Linked DNA regions of Sus scrofa: regions 1, 2 and 3 are each linked to region 4. The links are chromatin contacts, called in public Hi-C and HiChIP or PLAC-seq maps. All regions are on one chromosome and are shown on one strand. The core of a region is the stretch at or near the end of the contact, and the rest is flanking DNA. Distances in the headings are between cores, read along the strand shown.

What was found. A called contact is a pair of places that touch in the nucleus more often than the background predicts. HiChIP or PLAC-seq counts read pairs in DNA pulled down with a chosen protein or histone mark.
Region 1: a contact with region 4 is called in an H3K27ac HiChIP or PLAC-seq map of skeletal muscle, with 5 times the contacts expected there. The contact joins two enhancer-like sites. A contact is called at or near these places in 5 of 47 Hi-C or Micro-C datasets (embryonic fibroblasts, mesenteric adipose tissue, omental adipose tissue and 1 more) and 1 of 2 datasets of contacts at active chromatin or transcription factors (skeletal muscle).
Region 2: a Hi-C map of omental adipose tissue shows a contact between it and region 4, with 1.7 times the contacts expected there. The contact joins two enhancer-like sites. A contact is called at or near these places in 3 of 47 Hi-C or Micro-C datasets (embryonic fibroblasts, epiblast stem cells and omental adipose tissue).
Region 3: an H3K27ac HiChIP or PLAC-seq map of skeletal muscle shows a contact between it and region 4. The contact joins two enhancer-like sites. A contact is called at or near these places in 2 of 47 Hi-C or Micro-C datasets (fibroblasts and omental adipose tissue) and 1 of 2 datasets of contacts at active chromatin or transcription factors (skeletal muscle).

The regions. Positions count from the first base shown.
Region 1 is chr7:92,236,447-92,243,410 of Sscrofa11.1, forward strand. All of the region lies in intron 11 of RAD51B (DNA repair protein RAD51 homolog 2), which reads left to right. Among named protein-coding and RNA genes, the nearest start is that of ZFP36L1, 260 kb to the right of the region's middle. Within about 2 kb of position 2,980, at least 18 of the 83 cell types and tissues checked have an H3K27ac peak or open chromatin away from gene starts, as enhancers often do. A contact at or near this core is called in skeletal muscle, where this site is marked.
Region 2 is chr7:92,344,335-92,350,752 of Sscrofa11.1, forward strand. It overlaps LOC110261623 (a long non-coding RNA gene), which reads right to left. Exons shown (of 3, transcript XR_002345986.1): 1 at 4,245-6,418; 2 at 3,954-4,021; 3 at 1,420-3,027. Among named protein-coding and RNA genes, the nearest start is that of ZFP36L1, 150 kb to the right of the region's middle. Within about 2 kb of position 2,222, at least 14 of the 83 cell types and tissues checked have an H3K27ac peak or open chromatin away from gene starts, as enhancers often do. A contact at or near this core is called in omental adipose tissue, where this site is marked.
Region 3 is chr7:92,204,774-92,211,233 of Sscrofa11.1, forward strand. The region is part of intron 11 of RAD51B (DNA repair protein RAD51 homolog 2); the gene reads left to right. Among named protein-coding and RNA genes, the nearest start is that of ZFP36L1, 290 kb to the right of the region's middle. Within about 2 kb of position 1,693, at least 20 of the 83 cell types and tissues checked have an H3K27ac peak or open chromatin away from gene starts, as enhancers often do. A contact at or near this core is called in omental adipose tissue and skeletal muscle, where this site is marked.
Region 4 is chr7:91,672,413-91,679,183 of Sscrofa11.1, forward strand. All of the region lies in intron 8 of RAD51B (DNA repair protein RAD51 homolog 2), which reads left to right. Among named protein-coding and RNA genes, the nearest start is that of RAD51B, 83 kb to the left of the region's middle. Within about 2 kb of position 3,744, at least 20 of the 83 cell types and tissues checked have an H3K27ac peak or open chromatin away from gene starts, as enhancers often do. A contact at or near this core is called in omental adipose tissue and skeletal muscle, where this site is marked.

The DNA of each region.
Region 1 (6,964 bases), core at 1,730-4,229, 560 kb after region 4:
AAGTGTAATTCCCTTCGTTTCAACATGGATAGATCCTATCGTTTTGGCATCCTGTTCCCTAACTTCTGAATCTTGGGGAACCATTAAAACAACAGCTAGGAATTGCAAGAGAGCCGTCTCTGGGCAGGGATCCCCCACTATCGCCAGGCTCTGCGACTAGAAATGAAAAGGAATGGATTTTCTCACTTTGACCCTGGTAAAGGAGGGAGATTTTTGATAACTGACAAAGAGCTTTTGTTCAGATTTGCGTCAGGATAAATCCACTCACCCCGCTGCCTGGCCCCTTGCTTCTTCCAACCTCATCTTCCCTTTCTGCCCCAGAAGACCCCCCCCCCCCCGCCACCGCCCTTTCTCCCCTGTGCATCGGGGCCACAGCCCTCAGTGCCTTTGGGTCTCCAGAGCCCTATCCCACCTCCACCCCCGCCTCTCAGTCTGGAAACAGCTTTGCAAGTTAACCTCCAGGGGCATTCACTGGGCTTCCAGCGGGGTCCCCAGCCCCACAGGCTGCCAAAATAGGCTCTTTACACTCCATAGATGGGAGAGAAAAATCTGCTTGTTCGGTTGCAACTGTCAAGCAAAGGACGTGCTGAGCTCAGATAGAAATAGCAGCAGGGTCAGGGCAGGGCAAGGCCCCAGCATTTCATTAGCTGAGCCCGCTAAGGGTGATTAAATGCACACAGTGGCCCATGAATGGGGCCATGGAGGGCAGCCACACAGCGCAGCACAGAAAAATCATTCTTTGGCCGCTGTCAGCTGGCTGAATGGGACTTAATTATTGGGATAATGAGAACTGATTTTCATTGTTTTAATTTTGGGGAAGGGGTGAGAAAGGAGGGACTTTTTTTCCCCCTCATCTGGCTGAAAGGATGCTAACTATGGCCTCCAGCAGGGCCCCACATCTTCCGGGCTGCTGTTACCTAAGCCTCCTGCATTTGCTGTGTTTTATGGATGCACTAAGAAAGGATGTTAGGCTTGTCTTCTATGTCGGTACTTCCTTTAGGCCATGTACCCCTGGCAGGATGTGTTCCCAGAAGAGCATGCCTGTGCTGGCATCTGACCCCAGCAGCTGTACCGAAGCAACACAGACAGAATCCACTGGACAGATCTGTCTGTTCTCAGCCGCTTCCAAGTGCTTCCAGGTCATGAGTGAATCCCATCTTGTTCCTTTTTGTTTGTTTGTTTTTAATACAAGATCTAGAGAATTTAAACAATCTGCTGAGGTCAAACACAGGGGAAGAATTCTGAGTTCCCTGTGCTTATTTTGAGGCTTGAGGCCCAGGGGGTCCCTTACAGTCCAGGGTAGGGCTCATCAGAACTATAACGGCCAGAAATCCTTGACCATTGAGATAAGCTCTGACCCCATGAGCTATGAGTCATTAATCCATCTCCCTCTTGTTCAATGTAATTCACCCGCCACCCTCCCAAGATCTTGCTCTTCATATAGAAATAAGAAAGTTATTTATTTTCCAGCTTGATCACTCTTTTCTCTAAATGACATGTATGATTAGCCATGTGGTCAAACAGTGAATATTTGCAAACTTAGGTTCTAGGTGGAAATACATGATCCATCCTCCCAAGAAAGTCAGCAGGGAAGACCCAAAATGTTTAGAGAAACACACAGCCCCTAACCAGGGGAAGGAGCAGAGAGTGGTTTAGGAGCAGGGAAGGAAGCTTTATGAAGCTGATGGAGGGTTGCTGGGATTCCAAGTTAGACAGAATTTTAACCAAGAGCGAAGGGTGGAGTTAGATGGTGTGTTTGAGAGAAGGAGACAGACGTTGGAATGAAGAATCCATGTGAGGCAAGAGATTTAAGATTTTGTAGGGGTTCTTGCTATGGCAGCGGGATCAGTGGCATCTCTGCAGCAGGATGCAGATTCGATACCTGGTCTGGCACGGTCGGTTAAAGGATCCATTGTTGTCTCAGTTGTGGCATAGGTGGCAACAGTAGATGGGTGGGATCTGATCTCTGGCCCAGGAACTCCACATGCCGCAAGGCAGCCAAAAAAAACAAAACAAAAAAAAAAGGATTTGGTAGAGTAGGGCCAGATGATGAGAATTGTAAAAAATCAGAGTGTGCTTTTGTTTTTCTTCCTAGCTCCATCTTTGACCATAAAAAGTGATTGTTGTTACTTTTGTTTAGTTTTTATTTTCATTCCCCTTCTCTCCCCCGCCACCCCACCCCACCCCCCCGCCCTCCCGGCCTCCCCACTTTAAAGAAAAGAGCAGAAAGCACAAGGCTGTGGCCTCCTTTGTGGAGCACAGAGAAGGAGACTCTCTTTGATGTTTCAGGGGTTTTAGGTTTGAGTTCCAGACGGATGCTGTTGCCTGCTCAGGGACTGTGGGCCTATATTCCCCCTAAAAATCCTTATCCTGCCCCATTCTGTTTAGCCTCTTCTTTTCTTAAAGACTGGACTGGATGTAGGCCAAAATCTCCCCGTATTGATATGTCGCTTTATGGTTTTTCAAGCATGTATCACAATTCCCATTTCGTAGATGAGGCAATTGAGCATGTTAAGGGAGTTGGCTACTGAGTGATCTAGCTGGGACTTCGACCCTGGTCTTCTGATTCCCATTCTAGGCTCTTTCATTAGACCAGACAGCCTCTCGGGTAATTAGAACAAAGTGACACAGTGCACAATTAATTCAAAGAAGAGACTAACTCCATTTGAAATGTCAAAGAGACTTGGGACAAGATAGGTGAGAATTTCAAAGGTGTTTTGTGGCATTGGCCCCAGGGACATCTAGACACCCTGCCAGCTGTGCATGAGAGACACAAATCTCAAAATCAATTTAACTAACCTTCATTTATCTTGGAAACACAAAAATATAGACGAGAACTTGGCTGGAATGAAGAGCTTCACACCAAGCCTGCCTCCCTGCTCCTCTTGTAGAAAGTTTCATGAGCCCCAGTGTGGAAGACCTCACTGTTTTGTTTGACTCTTGAAGGCCACCTCCGCAGACTTGCTGCCAGGAGAAGGTTCATACTGACTCAGAAGCGAGAGGGCCACCGACTGAATCACCACCACTTACTACAGTCTTTTGCTCTGTGTTCCTTGGAAACCTCTTGCCTCAGTTTGGGTTTGACCCAACCCACTTAGGAGGAGAGAGAACAATTTTACAGCCCCGCATGGAGTGACTCCAAGCCAGTCGTATCTATTTCCAAGTGATCTGACGCAGCAAGTCGATCATATTTCCTTTGGAGGCTTGGCTGAGGACAGTTGGGTTGGCGACATGGAACCAGAGTGAATAAAATACAGCTGTCAAGAAAAAAAGCTGCAATGCTCCCTAAGGAGGGAGGACGCATGGAATGCTCAGGCCAGGGGTGGGGTGCTTTCTGGGGAGACTGAAAACAGAAAAGAGGACAAGGTGACCATGTGTGAAATTCAAAGGAATCAACAGTGATTTGAGAAAGCCGGGCAGATTGGCACATGCCCAGGACCTTTCTGAGAGCAGGCACTGAGCCTACATAAATTCAGAAAATCTACCTCTTATTTTTATTCTTACCTTTAATCAGATTTTTTACTGTAATTGTTATGCTTCATTCCCTCCACTTCCCCCCCTACCGCCCCCACCAAAAGAACCAGGATCTTTGAAGACATTTGCCAAAAACCAACAGACCCCTGTGTTAGATTATTCTGGTCATAGGGAAAAACTACTTGGGAGTTCCAAACAAGTACTCTAGTTGCTTGGACGGAAATGGTGTTCCAAGAATGGGATGGAGGAATAACAGAGAAGATAGGAGTTGGTTCTTCCCTGTGAAGGGATGAGCTGAGCCCTAGAACCAATTTACAAGCCAGGGACACTTCCGTTCTTGTGGATACAGGCAAATCTTTGAGCACCAGTTTCCACCGGGAACATATCTGCTTCATTGTTCTCTGCTTTGATTGTGCAAAAATCTGTTCAAAGACCTAGTGACAAAATTAGGCTCTGTGAAGCTGTTCCTTGAGCAGGAGGAGGTGTGTACCTCTGGCTGTCCATTTGGCAATGGACGCCTTCACACTGCTTCTTTCCATCAAATATTTTGGCCACTAGAGTTGTTTTAGCAGGAAACAGTCTACAAAGGACAACAAGCACTTCCCTTTTCTTCATCCTCTTCGCAGTCAATTCAACTGGCAGGTTTCAGGCACCCACTGTGTGCCAGGCTTTTTTTTTTTTTTTTTTCCGAATGGAAGACCGCCTTTGCCCTCCATGCCTTAGAAATTTAGCAAGAGAGAGAGAGTCAAATATTACAAGTACCTGGGGCAGAAACAGGGTGAGAAGCCACAGAAACTCAGGGGACAGAGCCATGGTAAAGATGCTTCACCAAAGGCAGCCGTGAGAAAGGGGAGAGGGACAAATGCGTGAAGAGAACACACTGACTGCACAGACCTTTATTTGCCAGGAACAAGGGGCTGGGGATTCAGAGATGAATAGGATGCAGAGCATAGGGTGGAGGGGAGCCAGGAGGGAGGGGGTGGTGGAAGAGGAGCTGAGAAGAGATTGGACCAGATTGGCAAGGGCCTTGCCTGCCAAGCTGAGGAGTTTGCACTTTGTCCTCTAGGTATTCAGGAGCCTTTGAAGGTCTTCATGTGGGGGGTGGCAGAGATATCCACGCCACCCCTTATTTCCCACCCCAGCCCCTGCTTCATTCCTCTTGGAGTACTTCTTACAACAAAGACGTATTTTATTCACTGGTCTGTTTTGTGCTTTTGTTCCCATCTGGCTCCCCAGCTGGGATATGAGCTCCATGAAGAGAGGGACCCTACTGGCCCTGTTTACTGTGGTATGCCCAGTTCCGGGCACAAAGCAAGCCCTCGGCAAAGAGTCTGGGTGTAGACACTCGTCTCCCATTTGAAACGTGGAGGGCGATCCAAGGCTGGAAGAGCCCATAAGAGGGATTGAAGGTGCAGAGCGAGGCTAGGAGCCTGAGCTGGCGCAACGGTGGCACAGATGGAAGGGATAGGGAGGGGTCAGAGGTGACTTTAAGGTTTCCACTGGGATGTCTGAGTGGCCGGTGAGATCATTGACGGAGGGGGAAAGGATGGGGGAGGGACACCAGGAGGCCCTTGTCATGGGAAGCGGGAGAGCGTGGCTAATGAGATCCGTTTTGGACATGTGTGATTTGAGACAACTGTAGAATGTTCAGCATCTCCAACTGGAGAGATTCTGCAAACAGTTGGCAGTATATGCGGGCAATTCGGGAGATGGCTTCGGGCTCAGGTCGCAGGTTTCCAGTGGTAAAGGAAGCTGGCCGAGAGGAAGGGCATGCAAAGAGAGCAGAGTTTGAAGAGGGGACCAGAAGCCCAAACCTGGAGGAAACATACTTGAATGGGAAGGTGGGAAAGAAGAGGAGACAGAAGGCAAGGTCTGAGGGCTAGAAGGAGGAGGGAGGAGGGACTTCTGGCCACGATGGAGGAAGATGGGTCCACCTAGGACAAAGCAAAGGAAATAGGAGCTGCCACCTTGGGGGACTCACTCTGCCCATTTCGTACCATGTTAATGATGAAAGAGGGGGCGGTTCTTAGCCATCCTGGGCCCCTGAGAAGAACAGAAATACCTGTGTATAGTCTATCAGTATGTCCTCATTCTGACAGACCCTGAGGCTAGGGCCAGATTTAGGCTGCATGGTGGATGTCCTCAACTTGGAAACATTTTGGGGGGCCAGCTCCAACTCCAACATCCTGCCTCACCTCACCTCTACCAAGAACGGCTCAGGGGCCCTAGACGGCTGATAACAAAAGGCCCCCACTTTGGGGTCCAGTTCAGGATCTAGCAGGTGATTGCGGAGAGCAGCTGGTTCCAGTTTGCTTAGGGATGATTTCCTCTGGGAGCTGGTTCACGTGTTCGACCTCGGCCTCCCATCTGTGTCACCTCCTTCTCTCAGCATCCCCCCCCACCCCCCATCACATCCCCCCTGATTTCTCCAGACCCTCGCACTGCCGGCCTTCCAGCTACGTGTCCTGCTTTCCAGTTCCCGCCTGCTCAGACAGGCCAGGGACGGCCACACTGGCTTTGTTCCTGAAAATGTTAAGGAAAAGAAATGAAAACTTGAAGAGAAGGCCAGGACACAAAGCAGATGGATGCGGAGATGCTCTGGCTCCAGGGAGGAGCATAGGGGTCCAGGGGTCCCACTCCCTCAGAGTCCTAGAGCACAAGGGAGGTTTCTGTGAGCCTCGGGTCAGGATGAGACAGGCAGCCCTGATCGAAGCCTGAGAGTGGATCACTCTGTTGGAGCTGGTTCCTGGCTGGCCCTGCTCCCCTCAGTGCCTGGTACCCACCTCTTCCCCTCTCTCTGGTGTATTGAGGTCCCTCCCAGTCTGGAAAGTCTCTGAACGAGCATCTGCAAGTTATGAGTCTGTACGCTCTTTACCTGGACATCTTTCCTCCAGATTAAGAACAGGCTAGGCTGGGAGCCTGCTGGGACCTCTCACATGGAGCACACGCCCATCATTCCCCTCTTGGTCTCCCCCAGAGCTCCATTGCCTTTGCCAGACGGTCAGGCCCTTTTTATGAATGGAGTCATTTAGTTTTTGTGGTTGACCAGAGCTTTCCTGGAAGAGGCTGCTTGGGGAAAGAGGACTCACAGACCTAAGAGTCCAAAGCAAGATTCTGGTAGAGGACCTCGCAACACACACACACACACCCACGAAGGGATCCTGCCTTAGAGGTCTCAACAGTTTCCTCTTAGGTAGGGAGGCAGTAGGAGGAAAGGGAGCCTTCTAAAGTTAGCACATATTCTCATAGTCTATCCATTCAACCATCCATCCATCCATCCATCCATCCAACTATATCGCTCTATCTCTATCTCTACCCCCTTCCTTTGCTAATTGCTCCATCTCTCTGTTTTCCTAGAAGATGGACATTGCCAGGACTTCCTCACCGCTCTCCCACCTCCCTTAGTGCCTGGTGAGTCCCGTCCATCACCCTGCCTGGGACCTCACCATGCTCCCCCTGTGGCTCACTCACCCTGGTGCCCAGCCCAGCC
Region 2 (6,418 bases), core at 972-3,471, 670 kb after region 4:
AATAAGTCTGATCCTGAGCTCTTCTACGGAAGAAAAATGTAATCGCACCACTCAGGACAGTCTTTGAAATTATCTGGGACTCCTCCTGCCTCAAGGTGCTTTGACACAGGGCTCCCTGGAGGTGGTAGCCTGACCCACAGGGCCTCTGAGAGTCTCCTTTGGCCTGTTGGCCTGGAAGAATAGAAGGTCACTACCCCTGGTGGAGCCTAATTTCACCATCAAGCTTGGCTGATGGGAGATTAGCTATTTGAAGACTTTCCGGTATCTTCGGATTAAGCGGTAACCAGAAGATACCAGAAACCATCCAAGGACTTTAAGGACTTCCCTGGTTGGCTTGGCCTGTTTGCATCTATTCTGAATATCCAGTTTCTACCCAGAACCAATACCCAACTCAATTCCTCTGAGTCACTATCCTCCCATTCTTTGTTACATGTGGCTCTTCTGCTCAGCATCCTGCCCAGAAACCCCCATCCTCTTCCAGCACATAGAAAATAAGACATTCATGAACAAGTGGGTTCATGGCCTTTTCTTCTGTGCTGGCTTTAATCACACTACCAGCCTCATGTAGATGCAGGCAAAAAACCCAACCTCAAATGCAAGGGCCTTGAGAACATAGGGTTCAAAGGAGAGTAAGGCTTCATCTACCCAAAACACAACTACCCAGACACCTCACTATCTAAAATCAGACCAGAATCTGGAGATGAGCCAAGTGACATCTAAGTGGCCAGAATTATCTGCATAGGCGCATATTGGTTTATTTAAAGCAGCATATAATTCAAAGCAACTGTCCCCAGAGGACTAGATGAACTCTTACCCTCTCAGAAAGACTGAATCCCGTAGGAATAGAAAAGGCTGAATTCCTCACTCCTATTCTATTTACTTTTTGTTTACACAGAATTTTAACGAGTTTGCATGTCTGGTTTCTTAACCCAGAACAGGCTAAAAGAAGTTAGGCCATGAGGTCACTACAGGTAAAGTGATACGCTCCCTGATAAAAAGAAAACCCAGGAACCTCTCCCAAAAGCACCGTGATAGGGCCACACATATCGCAAAGGTTTGGGACCTACTGGAAAAGCAGCACAGGGCCTAAAGTTTATAAAAATTACTCTAAACAGAACCACAATGTTCAATTAAAATCAGTATCTTCTATCTTAAACCCTGGGAAGTATGCGACTGTTTTCTAGAAAGATTGCCATCAAAAATTATTGCATTTTAAATGTGATGTTGCTGGGAGCTCCCATTGTGGCTCAGCGGGTTAAGAATCCAGCTAGGATTCATGAGGATGCGGGTTCGATCCCTGGCCTCACTCAGTGGGTTAAAGGATCCGGCATTGCTGTGAGCTGTGATGCAGATGTGGCTCAGATCCCGAGTTGCTGTGGCTGTGGCCATAGGTTGGCAGCTGCAGCTCTAATTCGACCCCTAACCTGGGAACTTCCCTATACCACAGGTGTGACCCTAAAAAGACCAAAAAAAAAAAAGTGATGTCGCAAACGGCAAACCTTTAGCCTGCTGGAAATCTCCACTATCCAGAATGATACAGTGCTTTCTAGATAACTGAGGTTTTACTATAGTTCCATTTGAACCCTCTAGACTTTTTCCTAAAGGACTGTAGGGCACCTCATCACCCAGGGAAATGATGTTACTTTGACGTATATGCTATTTCAGATAAAGCAGCAGGGGCTTAAGGAGGTTTTACTGTATTTGGTTTGCAGGCTCCGTTTGGCACCATCTCTTTAAAAGGCTGCCTGCCTTTGAACTAATCCTCTATTTATAATCCAGCTGGAGAAAGGCCTCAGCAATATATACAAATTCCTAGGATTTACAGAGGGCTGCTCATGTAGCTCTGAGCCCCCATGCAGAGCCCCTGCGTTGGCCCTCACTCTCCAGAAAACCCCCTGCCTCCTCATTGACACATCTCGGTGCCATGGCCTAGGGTCCCCTGGCACATCCGGGAATGCACCCATGTTATCAGTGGGGAGCACAGGACCCATCAGGGGACAAGGGCATGAGCTGGATTCGGCTCTGTAAACACCATGGCTCACACAGGACAATCCACACCGTTGAGATGCCCTTTCCTAAGGGCCACGCACTGAGGCTTTGGGCACTGCTCTCCCCATCAAGCCCCTCTTTGCTTATAACTCATTCCCTCCCCGCCAACTTCGCATTTTCCTTTTCCCCCCCTCGCACAAATTATTGCAAGTCATGGCAGTCTAAATATAGCCCCTGGTCTGTTTTCCAGATGCTGAGACCTTGACATTTTCCTGATGTCTCTCCAGAGGCCGCCTCGCTCTTGCTTTCCTTTCTCCTTCTTTCTCGCCTTTTTTTCCTCCCCGATACTCCTGCCCTCTGCCTCCCAGGCTCCTCTTGTCTTTCCTGCTTTTCCAGTTCAAAGGAAAGTTCTAGAAGCAAGGCCTGAACCTTGGACTGCCCTGTCCCTAGCTCTCCGACAGGGCCAGCAGGGGAGCAGAAATAGAACCAAAGGAAGAGGGAAGAAACAGGGACCTCTAGGCCCCTCAGCAATGAGCTCCTATGAGTTCTTGTCATCCCTTCATTTACTTGCTCCATCCTGGGAGCCACTGAACCCCCATCCTTCCCTTCACCCCCATGGGCTTCATTTTCTTGGGTCCTGGGTGCCAAAGAGTGGCTGGTCACTTCCTCCATTTAGAAATCACCTGTGGTACTGAAACATAGCCATTAGGACTTGCTTCAGCCATCATTTGCTTGAGGTTAAACAATGTCCATTCCTTTGCCTTTCTTCATCAGGCCTAGGCATCCAGAGCTTTAATCATTTGCACAGGTTCTGTCTGTACCATCTCCAAGTAGGCCATAGCCGGGTAGGCTGTGAAGCTGGGCCTTGAGTCCTCTGCCCTAATAAGGGTTGACTCCTGCTCTATGCGTGTATTGGAGGAATTCACTCGATACTGCTCCATCCCACGCCTCTGTCTAATCAAAAAGAGGTGCTACTGTGGAGATGTGTGTTCATGCCCAACCTGACATCCACTCCAATGGTATAATATCGGTCCTTTCCTGCAGTGAAACAAATTTTGATTCAAGTACATATTTTATTTCATCATTTTCAATAACCTTACTCACTATTAGTCAACTTTTTTCTTTTCTTTCTTTCTTTCTCTCTCTCTCTCTTTTTTTTTTTTTTCTTTTTTTGCTTTTGAGGGCTGCACCTGCAGCATATGGAAGTTCTCAGGCTAGGGGTTGAATAGGAGCTGCAGCTGCCAGCCTACACCACAGCAACAGCTATGTGGGATTCTTAACCCACTGTGAAGTCAGGGATCGAACCTGCCTCCTCATGGATACTAGTCAGATTCTTAACCTGCTGAGTCACAACAGGAAATCCCTAGTCAACTTTCTTAAAATCTAATTGTCAGTCTCAAAGTGACCCACGTGCTACAGATGGAGAGTATATAAAAGTATTAGTCTGTTCATTTATTTTTTTCAAAAAATAGTTATCAGACACTTCTTTAGGCCAAGCACTGCAGATAAAAAGATACAAATAAGAATTCACCTCAAGAGGGAGTTCCTATCGTGGCTCAGTGGTTAATGAACCTGACTGGTATCCATGGGGATGTGGGTTTGATCCCAGGCCTTGCTCAGTGGGTTAAGGATCTGGCGTTGCCTTGAGCTGTGGTGTAGGTCACAGATGCGGCTTAGATCCTGTGTTACTATGGCCGTGGTGTAGACCAGCAGCTACAGCTCCAATTAGACCCCTAGACTGGGAACCTCCTTATGCTGCGGGTGTGGGCCTTAAAAAGATAAAAGACCCCCCCCCCAAAAAAAAAGAATTCACCTCGAGAGACACACGTCCTGGTACAGAGCATCTCAACCTCCATACCATCAACATTTGGGGCTGGTTGACCCTTTGTTGTGGGGCTGTCCACTGCCTTGTAGGGTATTTAGCAGCATCTCTGGCCTCTACCCAGTGGTTGCCAGTAGCTTACCTCCCCAGAGTTGTGACGGTCAGCCATATCTCCAGACATTGCTAAGTGTCCCCTGGAGGCAATTGTCCCTGGAGGATAGACAAATATATAATTGATGGTTACAGTTCAAAGAAGTCTTACAACAGAGGCATGAATACGGGACTGTGCATGGAGTTAGAGAGCATCTGAGCTGAGTTCTAAAGGATGGATACAAGTTTTCTGGGTAGAGACAGTGTTAGGGGAAGCACAGCCTAGACAGAGGGCATGGCATGTGCAAAGGCACAGGGGCATCAGAGAACAGTTGGGAGGTACCTGGCCATGGCAGGTGTCTGAGTAGGCACGGGAGATGAATTGGGGCTGGCTGCAGCTTAGAAAGAGCCTTGTGTGGCTAAGAGTCTTGCACTGATCCTGGGGATAAGGGAAAACAAGGAGGTATTTAAGCTGGGCAGCATCATGAACAGATGCTTTTTTGGCACGGTGGGATGGTGAGGGGGAGAAGTTTGGTAATGGTTCAGGAAGAGATGATGTGAGCTTGCATTGAGGCAGCAGTGCTTGGGAAGGGAAGGAAGAGGCAGGGTTTGGGAGACGTTTCTGGGACAACATGCAGGACTCAGACACAGTGAACGGGGGACAAAGAGAGAGATTAGGGTTGGATGTGACTCCCATGCTTCAGAGTAGATGAGATCCATCTGCGTCCATTAAGGCCTTTTTCTATCCTGGAAACACTCTGGAGTTTGCACCGCGCCTGCCCAGCAGGGGAAGATGAGCCCTTGGAAATACATTTACATCAGGGAGTGTTTACATTAATCCTCCTTCCTCGCCTGCCTTTAGACCAGGCTCATGGGAGGCATCTGGTGGAAAGAACCCAACTTTTAGGAACTGGGTTAAGGAACTGAGCTTCTAGTTTTGTCCCCAGCAGCGCCTGGCAGTCAGGTGGCTCTGAGCCTCAGTCTGTCCATTTGTGATGGAAGGACGACGCCCCCCCCAGCCCCACCCCACCAGGATGTGGTGTAAAAAGGGCAGTTTCTGTGGGTGGTTTGGACCCCTGGAGGTACTTGGCACTTAATGCCTGCAGTTGGCCAGGCTCGTGAGTGGTTGTAATCAGGCCTGATGGAAAGGCCCCTGACTCCACCGCGGCCTTGAGCGGCTGCCAACTCCGTGACCGGCCTGCTTTGAGACTTGCCTGCAAATTCTTTTCTTCAGGGTGTCTGGTTCCTTTAAACAAGCTTCCCCAAACCTTCTTGGGCTCCAAGAAGCCCCTTTGGCTGTGCATCCCGCCATTCTTCATGGTCCCCCATCTCAGCTGGAAGCTGAGACAATCCCACTGTGTGGCTTTGTGCAAACCCTCCCCTGCAGCTCCCCTCCCTGCCTTCTCAGTTAGAGGTAAGGAAAAAGTAGGCGGCTGGGATAGCAACTTAGAGCGAGGCTAGCCCAGCTGGCTGCTCGGGATGGGCTTAGGCCCGCTATGGAACACCTCTCCCCAGTGTCCACTCTGCTGGGCAAGGTGGGTAGATGGTACCAGGAGGCAAGAGATGGGTGTGAGTATGTGGGTATGTGTGTGCATATGAATGTGAGTGTGTGAATGTGAGCATATGAGTATGAGTGTTTGCACGAGTGTGTGCGAGTGTGTGTGCATACGAGTGTACGTGCATGTGGGTGCTGAGTGTGTGCATGTTAGAGTGTAAGTGTGTGTGAGTGAGTGTGTGTGCACATGAGTGTATGTGTGTGCTCACTGTGCCGGGAATCCCAGCATTGATGGTGATCTCTCAACACACAAACAAGGAGCTGCATTGTTAGCCTGCCTGTCTCTTGGTTTCTGATTCACCCCGGGCCACTGCAGCCTGAGCAGGTTTGCAGCTGCTCAGGGATATACTTTCCAGCTCACTTAGGACTTGGAATAGCCCCAGGTTTCAGGAACACATGGTGAGGGGGAAGGGGGGGGCTCGAATGGACTCAGAAAGGGGGAGGGGAGCTCCTTCTTTCTTTCTTCAAGACGCAGCTCCATTTTCATCATCTGATAGCATGAACAGCATCTGAGGACGGCGGATGAATTGCAAACCTGTGCAGGTCGGGGGAGAGGGCAGGCAAGTGGGGGGAGATGGGCAGATTTATTTCATCCTGGCTGAGGACTTCTTGTGCAGCCCCGGCCCCTCTGACACGCGGCTCCTGCTCCAGTTACACAGTCTCCGCCCAGCCCTGGCCTGCAGGGAGACCGCACGGCTCTAGCCCACACCGGAAGTCAGCCCCAGGACCGAGCCTCTGGCTCCCACCAGCCAAGGCCAAGAGGCAGGAGAGGAGCTGGAGGCTGGTTCTCAGATCTGGGGACCTGGACGGGCATCAAGTGTGCCAGCAGGGCTGGTTGTACCAATGAGCAGCATCTTCTCTCCATCCTGGTGCCTGGTTAAGGAGGGAATAGCGGGGATGCTGAATAGTGGTGGTCCTTTCTCAGCTCTGGCATCAACTCTTTTTCTCCCAGACAGGTAACT
Region 3 (6,460 bases), core at 443-2,942, 530 kb after region 4:
AAAAGACCAAAAAAAAAAAAAAAAGAGTGGTGTTTAGAAGGGGCCAGAGCTTGGTGTGATGTGGGGACTGAGTGGATCCTAAGTCTCTCCCCTCTTGTCATGTGAGTGGAATGGTGACCCAGTAGCTCTCCAACTGAGGGGTCAGCAGACTTTTACTGTGAGGGGCACATAGTAAATATTTGTGCTTTGCCGGCTTTAGCATCTCGGCCACGATCACTAAAGCAGGTTTATTTTCCACCACAGAAAATACATACACTGGAGTTCCCATCATGGTGCAGTGAAAACGAATCCAACTAGGAACCATGAGGTTGTGGGTTCGATCCTTGGTCTCACTCAGTGGGTTAAGGATCCGGCGTTGTCATGAGCTGTGGTGTAGCTCGAAGACGCGGCTCAGATCCTGCATTGCTGTGGCTGTGGTGTAGGCCGGCATCTGTAGCTCCTATTCCACCTCTAGCCTGGGAACCTCCATGTGCCATGGGTGCAGCCCTAAAAAGACAAAAAACAAAAAACAAAAACAAAAGGAAAATACATACATACACAAGTGGGCTTGGCCATCTTCCAATAAAACTTTATTTGCACCATCAGGCTGGGGACCAGATTTGGCCCATGGGCCATGGTAGGTTGACCCCTGCTTTAGCTCGTGATAGGTGCCCAGCAAAAACTCGGGAAATCAATTGGTGGAAATGAGTCGAGACTGCTCTATCCATTCAGATCCTTGATTTTGCCTCTCTTTCCACAGGCCCAGCTTATGTGCTCCTGCCCTGGGGTCACAGGGGCAAGGCCCTCACCTCCCCTTCACTCCCCTCCCCCAGCTTTGTGAGATGACAGGCTCTTTCACCCCCATTCCCCCCCCCCGCCTCGTGGAGAGCAGACTTTTTGTGGCTTCCAGGATCCGTTCCCCTCCCCCTCCCCACCCAGGGCCTTCCCCTTCCATCCCGTTTGTGGGACACACAATTTGTAATCTCCTTAAAACCCGAGAAGCGAGGTCTCTGATTCATGTAGATTAAAATCAGCTGCAACCTATTAATGGCCCAGAGCCCAAGACAGATTTTAGGAAACAAAAACACTGGACCAAATTAGACCGAACTGGCCTCTGTCTCCAGGGGAAGGAGCTGGGGTAGGAGGCTGGGAGTGAGCGGAGTGGCCATGTGCTTTTAATTAGTTTGGATTCTCTTCCTGAAGCTAATTCACCCAACACAAAGCATGTGTAGCGCCCTGGAAGCGGGCAGCCTTAGAGCCAGGCTCTCCCTGGTGCAGCCCCGGGTTCTGTTGGGGGACCCGGGGCTGGTTGTGTGTGTCTGTAATTAACAGGTTTCAAAGCGGTTATTTTGGAAAAGAGAATTTCAGTGGCGCGTTAAAATCCTTTCATCAGCCATCAGCCAGCGTCCCGAGGCCTTCAGCAAGGCTCTGGCCACTTAGGGTTTCAGAAAGCTTTGAATTCCCAGGGTCTTGTTTGAGAATGTGGAGGCTTGTATCATGGGTTTTTATGAGGCTGATGGTTATGGTGATTTTCATTATGTTGTTGGGTGACTGGGATCGTAAAAATGTTTCTCTCTTCCTAGAGAACCCAAGAACACGACAAAGAAAAGCCCCTGCCTTTATAAAAGTTGCGTAACACACAGGCTATGACTCCCTCATGGGAAAGAACTGGCTCTGCCTCTGGGCGGAAGGTGGGGTTGCCCGGGGAGGCGGGGGTGGGGGGTGAGGGGATCATGAGGCTAGAAGAGGCAGGGCGCCAGGCCCCTGGCTCCCCTTCCTGGGACCTAGAGAGATGCCTTCTGCTGGACTCCTGCTCGCAGTGTCTCAGTCCAGTGTCCCTTTGCCTCCTGGCGCATCAGGGCTGTCAACAGAGCTGCAAAGGTAGCAAAGGAGTTTGCATTCTTCAGGATTGGCGCTTTGGGACACTTCTAAGAGTGGGAGGAAATGGGCAAATTCACATGCAGCTTAAAATAAAGCACGGCGGTGGACAGGGAGCCGATTCCGGCCAGGCTGGGTGGTCTGATGGTACCTCTGGAGGGAGGTTGCCTTGGGCACGGGATCGGCTGCCCCAAGGCTGAGAGAGGAGGCAGGAGAGTCACTGGGGCCTTCTCTTGGCACCCACAGCCCAGAACCATGGAAAGGAGGGTAATAGGTACCAAATCCCACAAGCCACAGAGATGATTTCTTAGCACTCTGAGTTTAAAACCTCAGAGCCTGGTCAAGCTCCCAGAATCACCATATGGAGCAACAGGAACTTGGGCTAAGCCTGCGTTATTTGATAAATGGAACCCCAGCCTGGCTTTACTTCCTATTTTGATGATGGCTACTTTCCCGAACCTTCCTCCTTTCATGGAGGACCTGAAAAATATTCTGGGGAAATTGCTATGAAATAATCTCTGGGGCTTAAAAACAACGGGGTGGTGGGGGGGGGGGATGTCTCCAGAGCAACAGGCCTGATGGTCAGCAGGTCACAAGTAAGACCTAGTCCACAATAAAGCAATGACGACATGTTCAGAGAATGAGAGGGTGTCGGGGCGGGGGGGTGTCCCTCTGAGCTGGGAGGGACATTGGGGTCCAGCCAGGCCAGGACTTCATTTTACAGATGAGGGAGCTGAGGCCTGGAGCCAGCGGAGGGGGTCCAGCCCACAGTCTCTGACTCTCAGAGTTTGCTCACCTCTGCAGCTCCTCACCAGGCCACAGGGTCCCTTTGCCTTGACATTTTCATTCCTTCATTCAATATTTATTGATTACCTCCTGTGTGTCAGGCACCTCTAGGTCCTAATTTTGTACCTGTGAATTTTCTGCGGTGGAATAAAAGAGGTACACTTCTGTGGAGCACATTAAAGAAGGGAAGGGAAATTGCCTCCCCAAATCCAGATTTTGGGAAAACGTTGTGAGCCTCACGTCTTTGAGAAACACCTGCTGTTGGGTGTGCCTTTCAAAGGACCTGATTTTATCCCTGTCCCATAGGGATGGGACTTAGCCAGGCTGCCTCCCCTTGCAGGCACCTGGGCGTCCTGGCCCAAAGGATTCTGGGAATGACCATCGTCAGGGATTCTGTGGGTCCAAGTTTGAGCCAGTGCTGTCGGGAAGCCAGGCCAACTGGGGCAGTCCTGGTTGTAGGGTTCCCCCAATCTGTTTGCCGTCGTCCTCCTACAGTGCACTCATCAGTCCTGTGCCCTTGTTTGCCTCTGTGTGAATAATTCCTCGACCATAAATCAGAGAACTTGGCCCAGAGTTTTGGATTAACTGGGATCTTTACCTTTCCCGAGGCAAAAGAAATGAAAGCAACAACAACAACAAAATAAAGGAGTTCCCGTTGTGGTGCAGTGGTTAACGAATCCGACTAGGAACCATGAGGTTGCAGGTTCGATCCCTGCCCTTGCTCAGTGGGTTAAAGATCCGGTGTTGCCGTGAGCAGTGGTGTAGTTTGCAGACTCAGCTTGGATCTGGCGTTGCTGTGGCTGTGGTGTAGGCTGGCGGCTACAGCTCCGATTAGACCCCTAGCCTGGGAACCTCTATATGCCACGGGAGCGGCCCTAGAAAAGGCAAAAAGACAAAAAAAAAAAAAGAAAAAAAAGGAAGTAACAAATCTCCTTGTTTCTCATGGCGTAGCATCCACATCGAGGACACGCTGAACGGGGGAGCGTGAGCCAGGCCTGAGTCTACCCACCCCTCCTCAGCTCCTCGCACCTGCTGTGAGCAGTCACGCACGCTGCCTTCATGGACTCGTTGGTTCATTCAACAAATATTCAGTGAGCAGCTATGAGCCAGGCTCCATTCCAGACACTGGAGATACAGAGTGAAAAACACAGTGTCCCTCCTTGCTTTGTTTACATCTTAGTGGGGGCGACAGATAATAAGCAAAAAAAAAATATATACACACACACACATATATGTTTACATATATACATATATCAACTCGTGCTAAGAGCCTTGAAAATAGTAAAGCAGGAAAAAGAGACTGCGGTGAGGGGGACCCTCTCTTACACCCAGTGGAGTCCGGAAGACCTCTCTGAAGAGGTGACGTTTGGGCAGGGGTGGAATGAAAACAGCCTAAGCCATTCAATCCTGGGAAAGAGTGTTCTAGGCAGAAGGAACAATAAATGCCAAGGCCTGGGGCAGGGACCAGTCTAGTGTGTTGGGGAACAGTGGGAAGTCAGGACTGGAGCAGAGTGAGTGATGGGGACAAGGGGACACAAGGTCACAGAGGTAGGCAGGGTCCAGCTCAGGGAGGGAAGACTTGGGCTCTTGCTCTGAGCATCAGGGGATGTCTTTGGACCAGAGCAGGGGTGGGGCAGAGATGCAGGCTGGAGGGCTGTCGAGAGGCTGACAGAGCAATGATAGGGGCCAGCTCGGGTTAAACATTTGCCCTCAGACCCATGGCAGGCGGCAGCTGCACCTTATGGGCGGTGCCTTGCGTGGAAACCTTTGAGGGTTGCATGTTTCAACAAGGTAAGGTGGGGCCTGGGAGCTCACTACCTCTCTACCAATTAGTCTTAAGCCCTAAGAAAGGAAATGCTGCTGTTTAAATAGCGTGGTTGGGACCCGTGAGTCAGAGGGTCCTCCATCAACCAGATCACCACGGGTAGGCTCTGGGAAATTGCTGATTCAGGGTGTCAAGCCCCCCGCTGAGAAGTCTGGCCGCCTGTTGAGGCCTCTGGATGCCTTCAGAGGAAGCAGGCTCAAATACAGACCTGGCCTTTCGGGGATCTGGCTTTATTTTTGGCTGACTGTATACCGTCTGGTCGGTTTCATTCCCAGGCCTTTCACTTTGCAAAATGCAGGCCACTTCACGGGGGAGCAGAGGGGAGAAGGAAAAGGCATGGACTTTGGGTTCGACCAGCCCTGAGTTGCAATCCTTGCCTCACCGCGTAACAAGCTTTTGGAGATGCTACTGAAACATCTAGAACTGTACTGTCCAATACAAGGGGCTATTGTAATTTAAATCAATTCAAATGAAATAAAATTTACAATTCAGGAGTTCGCATCGTGGCTCAGGGGTTAACAAACCCGACGAGTATCCATGAGGACACAGGTTCGAACCCTGGCCTCACTCAGTGGGTTAAGGATCCGGCGTTGCTGTGAGCTGTGGTGAAGGTCACAGACTCCAGCTCAGATCTGGTGTGTCTGTGGTGTCAGCCGGCAGCTACAACTCCGATTCAACTCCTAGCCTGGGAACCTCCATAGGCCGCAGGTGTGGCCCTAAAAAGACAAAAGACAAAAAAAAGTTATAATTCAGCTCCTCAGTCCCACTCAGTACACCTCAAACCCTCCATAGCCACACAGAGCTGGTGCCTGTCGTGGCACTGGACTGTGAAGACATTTTCATCATGGCAGGAAGTTCTACCGGATAGTTTCAGTGCTTTCAAAAGGAAGTAACCCGGGAGAAATGAATGTGTTAACACGCACGAAGCACAGGGTTCTTCGCCTGTCTCATTGTAGGTGCCCAGCACATAACAGTCACCATGATTTATTGTGTGGATCTCTGGCTTGGCTCTGCTACTGGCCACCTGGGGGACCCCCCAGCCTCTCTGAGGCTCAGTTTTCTGATCTTTAAAATGAGAAGGACTGATGATATGGTCATGTGAGAAAAAAGAATGTATACATGCATGTGTGACTGGGCCACCATGCTGCACAGTAGAAAATTGATAGAACACTGTGAACGGCTATAATGGAAAAAAAATAAAAAATCGTAATAAAAAAATGAGACATGATACGTGATGCTGAGTGAACTTCACACAGCACGACATGGTTCTTACTTTTCCTAGCTCTCCCTGGACCTAGAAAAACACTGCTGCTGACTTCATCTAGACCTGAGTTTGGAATTGCCAGTCCTGCCGAGCCTAGCGGGAGGCATGACTTAGATCACAGCTCAGTAGTGGATCCTGGAGATTTTTTTTTTAGCGATTGTGGAGGGTTTGAACAGGGTTCGTGGTATGAAGGTTTTTTTTTTTTTTTTTTTTTTTTTTTGTGGTCTTTTTATCTTTTCTAGGGCTGCACTCGCGGCATATGGAGGTTCCCAGGCTCGGGGTCTAATTGGAGCTGTAGCTGCCGGCCTTTGCCACAGCCATGCCAGATCCAAGCCGCGTCTGCGACCTACACCACAGCTCATGGCAATGCCGGATCCTTAACCCACTGAGCAAGGCCAGGGATCGAACCCACAACCTCATGGTTCCTCGTAGGATTCGTTAACCACTGAGCCAATACGGAAACTCCAATGATATGAAGTTCTAATGCAACAAATGAGCCAGTCTCCTCAAGAAACACAGTCATTTTGACTCAAGTCATATATTCCCCTGATGCCCCCCAAACCGTCCGGCCTTGGGGTCCCCGGCCCCTGTTTCCTCGCCTGATTGTTCCTTCTCTGGGCGCAGGGTGAGGCTCTCAAGCAGCCCGTCTGCAATCTCGGCCTCCAGTCAGTCTTCCTTTTGCTACTTTGGGGCTATGTTGTTGTTGAATGTTTATTAACTGCAGGCAT
Region 4 (6,771 bases), core at 2,494-4,993:
AAATTTTAGACTATAGATAACACTTATTTCCATGAACAGTTCCCCAAACTTTGCTTCCTAAAGTGTACCTGTTAAATTTTTTTGAATAACAGTACTGTTACCTCTTTAGAAAGATCCTTTAGATTGATATCTTAAAGACTGGCCTAAGTTCTTCTGGCACATTCTCTCTTGACTCCTCTCCACACCCAGAAAGATATTTTGGATCTTCTTAATCTTAATCTTGTGCTTTGTTCAGAATGAAGATGAGTCAGAAAGTTTTCTAACTTTTGGGGGAGGTTGCACAAGATAATTTTGAATCCAAAATGGCATTAACTGTCACTTTTATTCTTCCAAGCTGAGAGACAGATTTGTAATCAAGCATATTGAATAATGGTGACATAATTGAAGGTGTTGGCTTGTCCTTAAGAACACAGCCCCCCAGAGTTCCTGTTGTGCCTCAGCGAAAACGTATCTGATTAGTATCACTGAAGATGCAGGTTTGATCCCTGGCCTAGCTCAGTGGGTTAAGGATCCGGCACTGCCATGAACTATGGTGTAGGTCGCAGACACAGCTTGGATCTGGTGTTGCTGTGGCTGTGGCAGAGGCCGGTGGCTACAGCTCCAATTTGACCCCCAGTCTGGAATCCTCCATATGCCGCAGGTATAGCCCTAAAAAAACAGAACGTAGCCCCCAAGATACTTGTGTTTAGTACATAATATTTAAGGTGGTGGTGAAACTCTTTGCTGTCAAATAGCAGGGGCTTCTCCATCAATTTGTGTATGGTTTGTTTTGTAGATGATGCTGCCTTAAAGTAGAAAACATTTGATGCCTCCATGTCTTGTTGGCATCTCTGGTTAAATGTAGCTCAAATACTATTAATCTTTCATTGTGATGATGTGCTCTCCCAGACTAAGGAGTCAGCACTCTGTGACTCTAGAGGAAATAGTCTCATTTGACAATTTCAGTACCACCTTAGATTTTATCTAGTGTGTGATGAGGTAATGTAGTGACTGTTATTTTGATTCATTGCCTAAAGGATAAACTTGGTCCTGGGTTCCTAGGGATAGGATAGGTGATGATTAAAGGAACAATTTATTTATTGTTGGCCAGATTTGACTGCAAAACATTTAGGGCATTTGGGCTTCAATTTGAAAGATTAGTTGAAAAATAATTTTTTAGCACTTATTCTGTGCCTATCACTTTGCTAGGTACTGGGAAGTTAGAAGTGTAATTCTGATCTTGAGGTACTTACATTTGGGGAAAGATAGGCATACAGATAGATAATTTTTTTTAGAATACATTGAGGTAAGGACTTTACTATATTTTTTTTCTTCCCAATGTCTAAGTATACACAAAGGGGGATTAGAAAATATATTTGAATACTCCATCACCCGTGATAAAAACTATTTGTATGACAGACAAGAATAAAATAGATGCACAGTTTAGAATATTGATGATCACTGGGAAGGAGGCAGAGAGATGGGATTCAGGAGGGGCCCGTGTATAACTTCACTGGGTTTGGGAATATTCTAATTTATAAATTGAGTGATGGGTTCATAGATATATGTTTTAGCATTATGCTTCATAACCTACATAGTATGCATATTCATTTGTATCTATTAAATGTTACATAGTTTAAAAAAATCAAGATATTTGAGTAAACATTTCCCAGTCTTAATTTATTAGAAGCATATACTTAGGATAAATTGTGGGAGAAAAACTGATACTCAGCCAAATTATTTCTCTGTCTGTTTAGTATCTATTCATCCATCAATTTTAAAATTTTATTTACTCTAATTTTTTGAAATATAATAAAAATAATGGAGAAATCTTTTCACACGACCTGAATGCCCTGTTTCTGTGTTCCCCAAGGTTCCATGTACTCTGTCTAGAACCCAGTTTATAGGTCAAAAGGATTCTGTCTGCACTGGCCAGCCAGACATTTAAGTATTCATTACTTGTGCGTGTGTGTGTGTGTGTGTGTGTGTGTGTGTGTGTGTATTTAATGATGTTTGTGCATGGGATGTTTGTGCTAGGGATTTTGAAATACTGGAAGGGTTTTCCTATTTGCTGGGTGGTTTTAGAATTGAAAGCCATCAGTAGGAAAAAAGAAACAAAGAAAAATATTCTTCTTTCATCTATGTCCCATATTATACAAGTGTTAACTGAAAATAGCACCGATTTTCTGGGAAAGGCTGTGACTGAGACTTTTCTCACCCTTTACCCCTACTCCCCAATTCATGTTTCCTTTTTGCAATGTGGTCATGTGCTTGCCCAAGTCTGGCTTATGAACCGTGTAGAATATTTATGCAGTTTTGTTTTTTAAGTCCTACACTGTGCACATGATGCAGTATTTAATTTGGAATGGGCTCTGAGTTTAGTCACACGTGCTTCTTATGGTGTTTATCTTGGAATCCACAAGTAGGAGGGAAGTACTTTTGCATTTTATACATCTGGACATTGTTCATGATCCTCTTGTGACTTGGGAATTCTGTGTGGGGCAAAATCCAAAGAACAGTATTAAAAATAACGTGGAGTTATAATGACATCTGAGTGAAAAACCATGAGAATACCCTTCTGATCCCAGCAGAGTTTGATTTTGATGTGAATTTTTTCAGTTGTGTGTTTTACTGCTGGCCTGAGTAGATTGCTGGGATTAAGGTTACCTGACACCCTTGCAAGGAGGCTAAGGGGCTGCCAGACTTTCTTAAAGTGTATAGCAGATTTAGCTTTTTGGGGGGAGGAGGAGATTTTGGCCTTGATTTTGCATGAGCTAAGATAGGTGAAGTAAATTCTGCTTACTGTGCTGTGCCTCTGCCACTCTCTTGCACCATAAGCATCTTAAGATGATAAGATGATGATGACCTGTGAAGGTCTTTCCCTTCATTCCCTTGATCCTGCCCCAATCCATTCAGTTTAGAGCTAAAGGTTGATCCTAAGAACACTTCAGGGGCTGTATCAGGACTGAGGAAGGGCGGGCGTCTAGTAACCCTGTCTATCCCCTGATTACCTTTGAGATGTTGTTTCAAATAGGATTGGACAGGTATAGTACAGTACCTCCTTTTGGCTAGGATTCTGCTGGAATGGAAAAAGTGAGATGGGATGTACAGAAGCCTTGCTGCTCGATGAGTGAGTTTGCATATGGACAGTATTGCTTTTTGGCTCCAACCTAGTTTTCTTTCATTCCCATGTCTCATCTTTTATGCAGCTGCAGAGAGCAGGCTGGGAAAGCAGAATGAAAGCTTCAAACAGATTTGCACTTGAATAAAAGAAAGAATGATTTCTCTTAGAGCACAGACCCAATTGAGGAGGAAGCTGTTTGCTTTTTCACTTTCCGAGTAAGGACTGTTTGCTTTTTCCCCTTCAATTGTAATAAAAAGGGGAAAGAGCTAATAAAGTAGTTAGACCTGCTAGTTATATCTGATAGAGAATTTTCAAATGTGCTTAATAAGGCTTCTCCTATGATTATAAAAGAAGTAAATAGTTGGAGGGCAAAAGTCGAAATTCAGTTGAGGTTTTAGAATCAGTTGAATATGAAGTGGTTTGAGTGCTTGGATAAGACTGCTCAAGTAGAAGCTGTTTCTCTTTGCTGGTTTCTTTGGCCTTTCCTTTGGGAACTTTTCCCCTTTACTTTCGTAACGCATTTTGCAACTTTCAGTTAAAAAATATCCATCAAAGTTTAAACTTTTAGCAAATAAACACATCTCGATCCTCTGATGGGAATCACAACATAGCAGAGAATGGCTTGGCTTCAAGCTGGAGAGAGGTTAATAGTAGGACTCCAAGGATTGATACCAAGATCATGCTTGTTTAATGTTTTAATGACTCCAAACGGAAATGGTGAAATCTGCTGATGACACCAAATTGTTTTTGCTGATCCAAACAGGGATTTCTGGGAAGCTTCTTCATAGTATTTGGAAGAGTGGAAGAATTGGGCAATGTGGTAGCAGACACACCAAACTTGAAGTGAAGGTTTATGTGAAGTAGCAGGAATAACACCAGTACATTGAAGTTACAAAGACTGCCAGGTCTTCCAAGAGGAAGACTGTGGCATCCCCTATAAAGGACTTGGCTTTGATTCTTCTTGTGAAAGGAAGATTTAGGACAAAGAACATTTTGATATATAGAAGAGGAAAACTACTGTGGGGATAGTAGTAATTTCCAAGTGATGTCAAAGTTTCTTTGCTAATGCCAGCAGTGGTATAGCCAAATAAATGCTGTTTCCCTCAAATGGTCATGGAAGATTATATAGTCATTTTATGCACTTTTTTGGGGGGGCGGGGATAGCTCCTCCTTCCGACTGTTTTCTAGGGTGGCATGTCTTTATTTTTTAGGTTATTTTAGATTTTTTTGTGTAGCCACTGGTCACTTAGAACAAAGTATGGGAGTAAGATGAATGATCAAACTCGATAAATTTTAAATATAAGTTAAAGAGGCGAAACTAATTTTCTTTTGTTGCTTCAAAATTTTCTGGGGAAAATTATCAATGAGAAAATGCAAAAATAGGGAGTTTCCATCGTAAACCACAATGGTAACAAACCTGACTCTTATCCATGAGGATGTGGGTTCGATCCCTGGCCTTGCTCAGAGGTTAAAGATCTGGCATTGCCATGAGGCGCGGTGTAGGTCACAGTCTCAGCTAGGATTTGGTGTTGCTGTGGCTGTGGTGTAAGCCAGCAGCTACAGCTTCGATTCAACCCCCACCTAGCCTGGGAACTTCCATATGCCGCAGGTGCAGCCATAAAAATCCCCCCCCCCAAAAGCAATTGCAATAATATTTGTGTAATAGTAGCCAGAATAAGTTTTCTCCCCCATCTTTAGGTGATCTGCTTGTTTTTTTCCCCTCGGCTTTATTGAGGTATAATTGACAAAATTGCATATGTTTAAGGTGGACAGTGTGATGAGTTGATGTATGTATACATTGTGAAATGATTACCACAATCAAGTCAATTAACATACTCATCATCTCGGATAGTTACTATATTTCTGTGTGTGTTGAACTTACTTAAGATTTACTTTCTGGAGTTCCCGTCGTGGCACAGTGGATAACGAATCCAACTAGGAACCATGAGGTTGCGGGTTCGATCCCTGGCCTTGCTCAGTGGGTTAACGATCCGGCGTTGCCGTGAGCTGTGGTGTAGGTTGCAGACGCGGCTCGGATCCCACGTTGCTGTGGCTTTGGCGTAGGCTGGTGGCTACAGCTCCGATTTGACCTCTAGCCTGGGAACCTCCATATGCCACGGGAGTGGCCCAAGAAATGGCAAAAAGACAAAAAAAAAAAAAAAAAAAAAGATTTACTTTCTTAACTTTTGATGAGCATCCCCCCATTTTCCTTACCTTAGTCATGGTTAACCACCATTCTACTCGCTACTTCTGTGAGTTTTTTAGATTCCACATATGAGTGAGCTCATACAATATTTGTCTTTCTCTGTCTGGCTTATCTCGCTTATCATCATGTCCTCCAGGTTCATCCATGTTGTTGCAAATGGCAGGATTGACTTCATAATAAATTCTTGATTGATCTATTTCACAAATGTCACTCATTTAGGTATGGAAGTTATAGAGGCTTGTTAAAGCACTTGTTTCATGACATTTTAGACACACCATATTTATAAGTGACCTTCTCTTTTTAAAATTGTTCTATGGCCCCCAAGCGTACTCTTAGGGAGGGATCAGAAGGTTTTATAGTTAACTGGAGATTCATTTAATGCATTGATATTGTCTCACTAAAACTTCCATCTGTATAATGAAAAAGACCCTGCGGGTTAATAAATAAGATATTCACTGTCACAGGAGCTATGGACTGGCCATCTATATCCATTCCTCCAGCCATCCATTCATTCGTTTACTTCAGAGGAACAAAGGGTCACAGCCCCTTACCTCAAGAATTTTTTTTTTTTCTGGCATGGTGGTATATCTATGTGAAACAAACAGCAGTCAGTTGCACCAATATTAGTGGAGTAAGTCAGTGGTTTTCAAACTTTATCTGTGGAAACTGCATTTTGATTAAGTGATGGGAATGTAGCTGAATTTTTGTCTTCGCTTTTCCCCTTGATGAGAATCCCTGGAGCAACTTTTAAACCCATTGGAACAGAGGATAAGTTATCTGGAAGGTCAGAGAAGAGCTTTGTGTACAGAAAGCAGCTAGGGAGGCTTACTTCATTTCTTCCTTACTCTTCTAAGATTATTAAAGCAAAATTAAGAATTTCCATTTATCAATCCTCTGCTTCCCTATCTTGAAAGTAAAACAAAATCTGCCCCCCCCCCTTATTTAAATTTATGACAGTTTTGCCTTCATAGTTTTCTGTGTTTAAAATCTTTGTTGTTGTTGTTGTTGTTGTTTTGGCTTTTTAGGGCCACACCCACAGCATATGGAAATTCCTAGGCTAGGGGTCAAATCAGCTGCAGCGGCTGGCCTACACCACAGCCACAGCAACACCAGATCCAAGCCGCATCTGAAACCTACAGCACAGCTCCTGGCAACTCTGGATCCCTGACCCGCTGAGAGGGATTGAACCCCCATCCTTATGGATACTAGTCAGATTCGTTTCTGCTGCGTCACAGCAGGAACTTCTAAACTCTTAAAATAAAGGAAATGTCAGGAGAACATAATCTAAGAGCAGATGGATAAAATACATCTTAAAGCTCCATGGTTCTAAATTCTGGGCCCAAGACTGGTTATGTCAAATTTGACGAAGCTTTCAAATTTCAGCTCAAACATGTTGAATCAGAATCTCTGGATTAGGGCCCAGGTATTTTAATGAGTTCTTTGGATAAAAATCACATCTCCT